2 separate regions of the Mus musculus genome follow, and region 1 is linked to region 2. The links are chromatin contacts, called in public HiChIP or PLAC-seq maps. All regions are on one chromosome and are shown on one strand. Each heading gives the region's core, a stretch centred on a gene start, on an enhancer-like site or on the middle of the called end of the contact. The rest is flanking DNA. Distances are from core to core; before and after follow the strand shown.

Region 1 (3,490 bases), core at 412-2,911, 400 kb after region 2:
AGTCTTCTTTGAATATACTACAACAAAACAAAACCTTCCCCTGTCCCCCAATTCTCCTTGAGCCCCCAGCTGCTGCCCCCCATTGCCCTAGAGCCCCCAGCTGCTGCTCCCCCCATTGTTCTTGAGCCCCTGGCTGCTGTCCCCCATTGTCCTTGAGCCCCCAGTCGCTGTCCCCCATTGTCCTCGAGCCCCCAGCTGTTGCCCCCCCCATTGTCCTCGAGTCCCCAGCTGCTGGGTGAAGCCTGGCTTGCTGCACTTACTGCTTAAAGCCACTAGTATCGTGCCCCCCCCCCCCCTCTCTCTCTCTCTCTCTCTCTCTCTCTCTCTCTCTCTCTCTCTCTCTCTCTCTCGTTTCCTGGATGGGCCACATGGTCTTTGAAGTCACCACTCACACACCACCACCACCACCACCACAGTCTTGTGCAGAGAAAACCTGGGAGTTACGAGATATGTGCAGAGCATAGAGGAACCCAGGCGGCCATCCAGAAAGAGTCCAGTGAATTAGTGATGACAGAATGCTTGCTTTCCACACCTCTCTTCTTCCTTTGCTGTAAGAACTCCTGCACCGGGGCTTGCCAGCCACTAGTGCTTATTAAGACCTGGAGATGCTGCATCGAATGGGACAGAGAGGGACCCCACTGTCATGTGCTACCTGTGCCACTGGAGGGTGTTTGACAAAGGAGTCTTGCCAAGAAATCTAATGCTGCAATAAAAATAAAAGATTCTTGGCAGCCAGCAGTAGTATGCACGCCTTTAATACCAGCACTTGGGAGGCAGAGGCAGGTCAGCCTGGACTACAGAGTGAGTTTCAGAACAGCCAGGGCTACACAGAGAAACCCTGACTCTAACCCGCCCCACCCCCACCCCCCAAAAAAAGGTTCTTGGCCCTCAAGACCTCAAGAAAGTACTCTGCCATGGAGGAGGGCCCTGTGACAGTCATCTGTAGTCCCTTCTGGAAGAGCTGCAGCAGAGAGCCCCAGGACTGGTCTACCCAGGTCTCACAGTCTCTGGTCTTGGGTCTGCATGGGGTGAGAGAGTAGGGAGAGAAACCGGGGCCTCTAATTAATTCATCTAACTTCTGATCTGCACCGCCTCGTGGTGCTGCCACAGGGACCCTTTTGTCTCCCTTCCCTAACGTGCCACCGCCCAGACTGCTTCTGTGTGACAGTCAATTGCCTGTGTGGTTCTTCACTTCCTGTGCAGATCCCCTCCGAGGCCTCTTCCCCTCCCCAGAGTGGTTTTCTGGCGCCCACAAGTACTCAGAACTACTACTGATTACGTGGGTTTGGTTTCTCCCATGGTGTAGGAAGGTCCTGTCTTGCCTGAGCCGATCTCACCTCAGAAGCAAGCCCAGGACAGACAGATGGAGCACTTGATTAGAACCTACTCGCTTTGTAGAGCCGCGGTTCTCAACCTGTGGGTCACGGCCCCTTTGGCAAACCTCTGTCTCCAAAAATATTTACGCTACCATTCACAACAGGAGCAAAACTACAGTTAGGAAGTAGCGGTGGAAATAATTTTATGGGTGGGGGTCACCACAGTGTGAGGGAACTGTATTCAAGGGCCACAGCATCAGCAAGGTTGAGAAGCACCGCTCTAAAGAGAGGTGAAATCACCCCAGCCGTCTTTCAGTCCTGAGAGGGCAATGCCCAGTCTGTGTACCCACCAAGGCCTGGGCAGGGTGCGGGCAGAGGCTCTGCCTCCAGGGAAACCTCATAGGTATCTTACAGTCATACATTCAGGGGCTTCACACTCCAGTTCACACCCAGCCTGCTCAGTGGTACCCACCCTCCCACCTCAACCCTCTGGCCTGGAGCTCCTCCACTTTGTTTTTTTCCTAGGAGTTCCCCTGAATTTTCAGGATCGATCTTTCTTTTTCTTTCTCTCTCTCTCTTTCTTCCTTCCTTCCTTCCTTCCTTCCTTCCTTCCTTCCTTTCTTTCTTTCTTTCTTTCTTTCTTTCTCTCTCTCTCTCTCTTCCTTCCTTCCTTCCTTCCTTCCTTTCCTTCCTTCCTTCCTTCTTTCCTTCTTTCCTTCTTTTTTTCTTTTTCTTTTTTTTTTTTTTTCCATTTTTTATTAGGTATTTAACTCATTTACATTTCCAATGCTATACCAAAAGTCCCCCATATCCACCCACCCCCACTCCCCTGCCCACCCACTCCCCCTTTTTGGCCCTGGTATTCCCCTGTACTGGGGCATATAAAGTTTGCAAGTCCAATGGGCCTCTCTTTCCAGTGATGGCCGACTAGGCCATCTTTTGATATATATGCAGCTAGAGTCAAGAGCTCCGGGGTACTGGTTAGCTCATAATGTTGTTCCACCTATAGGGTTGCAGATCCCTTTAGCTCCTTGGCTACTTTCTCTAGCTCCTCCATTGGGAGCCCTATGATCCATCCATTAGCTGACTGTGAGCATCCACTTCTGTGTTTGCTGGGCCCCGGCATAGTCTCACAAGAGACAGCTACATCTGAGTCCTTTCAATAAAATCTTGCTAGTGTATGCAATGGTGTCAGCGTTTGGATGCTGATTATGGGGTGGATCCCTGGCTATGGCAGTCTCTACATGGTCCATCCTTTCATCTCAGCTCCAAACTCCGTCTCTGTAACTCCTTCCATGGGTGTTTTGTTCCCAAATCTAAGGAGGGGCATAGTGTCCACACTTCAGTCTTCATTCTCCTTGAGTTTCATGTGTTTAGCAAATTATATCTTATATCTTGGGTATCCTAGGTTTGGGGCTAATATCCACTTATCAGTGAATACATATTGTGTGAGTTTCTTTGTGAATGTGTTACCTCACTCAGGATGATGCCCTCCAGGTCCATCCATTTGGCTAGGAATTTCATAAATTCATTCTTTTTAATAGCTGAGTAGTACTCCATTGTGTAGATGTACCACATTTTCTGTATCCATTCCTCTGTTGAGGGGCATCTAGGTTCTTTCCAGCTTCTGGCTATTATAAATAAGGCTGCTATGAACATAGTGGAGCATGTGTCCTTCTTACCTGTTGGGGCATCTTCTGGATATATGCCCAGGAGAGGTATTGCTGGATCCTCCGGTAGTACTATGTCCAGTTTTCTGAGGAACCGCCAGACTGATTTCCAGAGTGGTTGTACAAGCCTGCACTCCCACCAACAATGGAGGAGTGTTCCTCTTTCTCCACATCCTCGCCAGCATCTGCTGTCACCTGAATTTTTGATCTTAGCCATTCTGACTGGTGTGAGGTGGAATCTCAGGGTTGTTTTGATTTGCATTTCCCTGATGATTAAGGATGTTGAACATTTTTTCAAGTGCTTCTCTGCCATTCGGTATTCCTCAGGTGAGAATTCTTTGTTCAGTTCTGAGCCCCATTTTTTAATGGGGTTATTTGATTTTCTGAAGTCCACCTTCTTGAGTTCTTTATATATGTTGGATATTAGTCCCCTATCTGATTTAGGATAGGTAAAGATCCTTTCCCAATCTGTTGGTGGTCTTTTCCTTCTTTTTTTCTAAACTT
Region 2 (3,184 bases), core at 530-3,029:
TGGCAGACATAGGGAATAAGGTGGGGTCTTACCTGGGGTCCCTGGTGCTGATGTGGCCTTTGGGAAAGCAGCAACATATAGGGAATTTGAGACCAGCCTGGGGTACACCAGGTGTTACTGACTAGAAGAGCTAGGATGTAAGACTGGTCTAAGGTGAGGGTAACTCTCTCCTGGAAGTGTGATATCAGAGCAATGGGCTTTATCAAATATCACTGTTCTCATTTAATGCTTGGCTCTCTTTCTTCCCTTACAAATCTGTGTATGTGAGCCTCCTGGATGGTATCTCTCAAGGGGCCCTACAAGGCTTCTGCTTCACAGGAGGCTAAAGCCGCCTCCTTAGAACTCAGGGCTACAGAAGAGCACAGAGGAAGATGGTAGGTTACCTAGTTACTTCCTCCATACCAACTGGGTGGAGAAAATGTCAAAGGGAGAAAAGTGATGCAGTGTGTGTGCCTTTAAAATCACAAATTCATGTGGAAAAATAAGGGTGTGTTTCTGTTTATTTTAAAATGTATTTTTATTAAACCTTTGATAATTTCATAATACATACATATATGCGTGTATTTTGATCATATTCATCTCTGCTCTTCTCCCTAAGTCCTCCTAGATATACCCCTTATTCCCCTTTTCAAACTTTATGTCCTCTTCCTCCTCCTCTTCTTCCTCCTCCTCCTCTTCCTTCTTCTACTTCAGAGAAAGTGTATCTTTTTTCTAGCTATTCTAGAACTCACCATGTAGACCAGGCTGGCCTCGAACTCACAAATACTCACTTGCCTCTGCCTCCCAAGTGCTGAGATTAAAGGTGTGTGCCTGACTGTTCTTTTATTTTCTTAAAAAAACAAAACAAAGCAACACCACCCAAAGAATTCAGTTTGTGTAGGAGTTCACCCTTGTACTCTAGGGTGCAGTGCTACCCACCCAAGAATGGCTGACCTACCAAGGGATGCACCCTTAATGAAATATGACTCTCTTTTCCCTAGTAACCATCAACTATCAATAGCTCGTCAATGCTAGGGGTAGGGACTGTGAGCTCCTTCTCGCCTTATGCTGGAGTGATGACTGGTTACTTTGAAATTGTGCAGATAGCCACAGCTACTCCGAGGCTAACAATCCCTTCATATCCAGAAAATGCAAAATACCAAACCTAAGGTTAGTTGTGGCTAGGCTACCAGAACCTTACTAAAGTCCTGGGTGAAACATTTTGTGACCCCTGGACTGGGAGACCCTTGTCTGAAGTCTCAGATTGATTGGTGTGTTGTTTTCTAAATTGCCATCAAAGGCATGGAGATAACTCAGAGAGCTCATGTGTGTGCTTCCATCATGTGCATCTGACTAAGAACTCCAGCATCTGACTTTCTGTCTCAAATGCTTCCAGTGACAGAGCTGGAGAGATGGCTCAGCGGTTAAGAGCACTGACCTCTTTTCCAGAGGTCCTGAGTTCAATTCCCAGCAACCAAATGGTGGCTCACAACCATCTGTAATGGGATCTGATGCCCTCTTCTGGTGTGTCTGAAGACAGCTACAGTGTACTCACATACATAAAATAAATTTTAAAAATGGCTTCTGGTCTCTGTAGATATACTGTTTCCATGCTTTACCTCAGACAGGACTCCCAGGCCTGCGCCTGAGCCTTCATCCTCTGCATGTGCCCTCAGTACTGGGGTTGCAGATCTAAGCCAAGTTTTTCAATTAACAAGCGAGGGAACACGAAGTAGTAAGGCTCCCCTCCCCCCATCCCTCTTAGAAGAGTCATCTAAGCTGAGCCCGAGTCTGTGGTTCCTTTTGGGTAATTTTTTTTTTGTCTTGCCTCACTGCATACAGGGGAAAAGTGGCCCTTGCAGTACACATGGGTGACCTTGTTCGAAGACAGACAGGTGGGATCTGTGCAGCTGACAGCAGCCCTTCATAGTTTGCATAGCACAAGTGCCCAGAATTATGAAGGCCCAGGTCAAACAGGTGCCGCTGACTTCGGTACGCTGATTGCTTGAAGGCAGGAACACCGAGTGGAGAGACTTTGTAGAAGTGGCCACTAGTCACCCAAAGTGAGACGTTCTGGAGGCCGCCTGAAGACATTCTCAGGTCCATGAGAGTGAGTTCTTTCAAACTCTGGCCATTTCAGACTGCTCAACAGCCCATGAAATCATGGGACACCCACATACTTCCTTCCTGATGGAGGAAGGAGATAAGTACCTGCTGCTAAAAGCGGAATGGAAAATGAATCTAACCACCATTTATTTTTGTTCCATCGGATGAATATAGGCATTTAAACAACTTTATGTGGCTCAGCAAAGTCACAAATATCCGTAAAGTAACCGAGTCTCCTGGGGGAGAGCCCTCTGTGCTTGCTCTGGTCAGGTTTGAAGAGGACATCTGCCCTGGAGCTGCGGCATCTTTCTGAATGGTGTGGAGTTAGGGGAGATCATGTTGCCATGGCAGCAGTGAGGCGTGAAGGAGGAGTCAGCACTGAATCTTGCCATGGACCTTGACTTGGAGGACGACATGTGGGCATGAGAGGGAAGGGGCTTGCAGAAAATGAATCATGGCTCAGGGTAGGAGATGAGAACGCGAAATGCCATCCCAGACAGAACACATGAGACTTTCACATCACACCTGAGGGTTTTAGTTTGAAGCCCTACTCCCAGTGCATTCCAGGGGAGGGGGCTTTCTGGGAGGCAGCCATCAAAAGAGTATAGCCCTCACGGTTGGCTTACTGCCTCCTATAAGGACTGGCAGTTATGGCCTATCTCTGCTCTATGAGGATCTAGTACCACAACCACCAACCTTCAGAGTAAGAGTGTTCTGACCAGAGACACCAATCCCTAACTGTAGGAGGAAGCATCCACATGATACCTGGTTTAATCCACCTGCTTTGTTGAATTTTGCTATTTCAGCCAGAGTCGTCATTGGTTTTTGCTCCAAATAAAGATTATATGACAATCAAAACTCACTCGTGATTACCACAGCCTCAGACGTTGGCTGTAAGAGCAGCAACAGCAGCTGCCGCTGGGACTGGGAAGTCAGTCTGCTGATGTTATGGGGACGACGGGAGAAAGGCTTGGTGCGTGTGCTGGGGATAATGTGGATAACAAGAGATACTTGGATAACAACAAGAAAAAGACGCGCTGGAGAAGAAAACAAATTGCCCCAGGGCAGTGATGCCTGAAGTTTTTGAGCTGTTCAGAAA

Evidence for each region. HiChIP or PLAC-seq counts read pairs in DNA pulled down with a chosen protein or histone mark.
Region 1: a contact with region 2 is called in an H3K27ac HiChIP or PLAC-seq map of T-cell acute lymphoblastic leukemia, with 2.7 times the contacts expected there. The contact joins two enhancer-like sites. A contact is called at or near these places in 1 of 39 promoter capture datasets (hippocampal neurons), 2 of 15 datasets of contacts at CTCF or cohesin (large pre-B cells and pro-B cells), 11 of 484 Hi-C or Micro-C datasets (bone marrow-derived macrophages, differentiating embryonic stem cells, embryonic fibroblasts and 5 more), 12 of 115 datasets of contacts at active chromatin or transcription factors (the 230-238 cell line, T-cell acute lymphoblastic leukemia, bone marrow-derived dendritic cells and 9 more) and 1 of 9 other capture datasets (embryonic stem cells).

Annotation. Positions count from the first base shown.
Region 1 is chr3:131,207,485-131,210,974 of GRCm38.p6, forward strand. The region is part of intron 11 of Lef1 (lymphoid enhancer binding factor 1); the gene reads left to right. Among named protein-coding and RNA genes, the nearest start is that of Hadh, 63 kb to the right of the region's middle. Within about 2 kb of position 1,662, at least 77 of the 459 cell types and tissues checked have an H3K27ac peak or open chromatin away from gene starts, as enhancers often do. A contact at or near this core is called in the 230-238 cell line, T-cell acute lymphoblastic leukemia and pro-B cells, where this site is marked.
Region 2 is chr3:130,808,057-130,811,240 of GRCm38.p6, forward strand. No RefSeq gene overlaps it. Among named protein-coding and RNA genes, the nearest start is that of Gm36443, 5.7 kb to the left of the region's middle. Within about 2 kb of position 1,780, at least 44 of the 459 cell types and tissues checked have an H3K27ac peak or open chromatin away from gene starts, as enhancers often do. A contact at or near this core is called in the 230-238 cell line, T-cell acute lymphoblastic leukemia and pro-B cells, where this site is marked.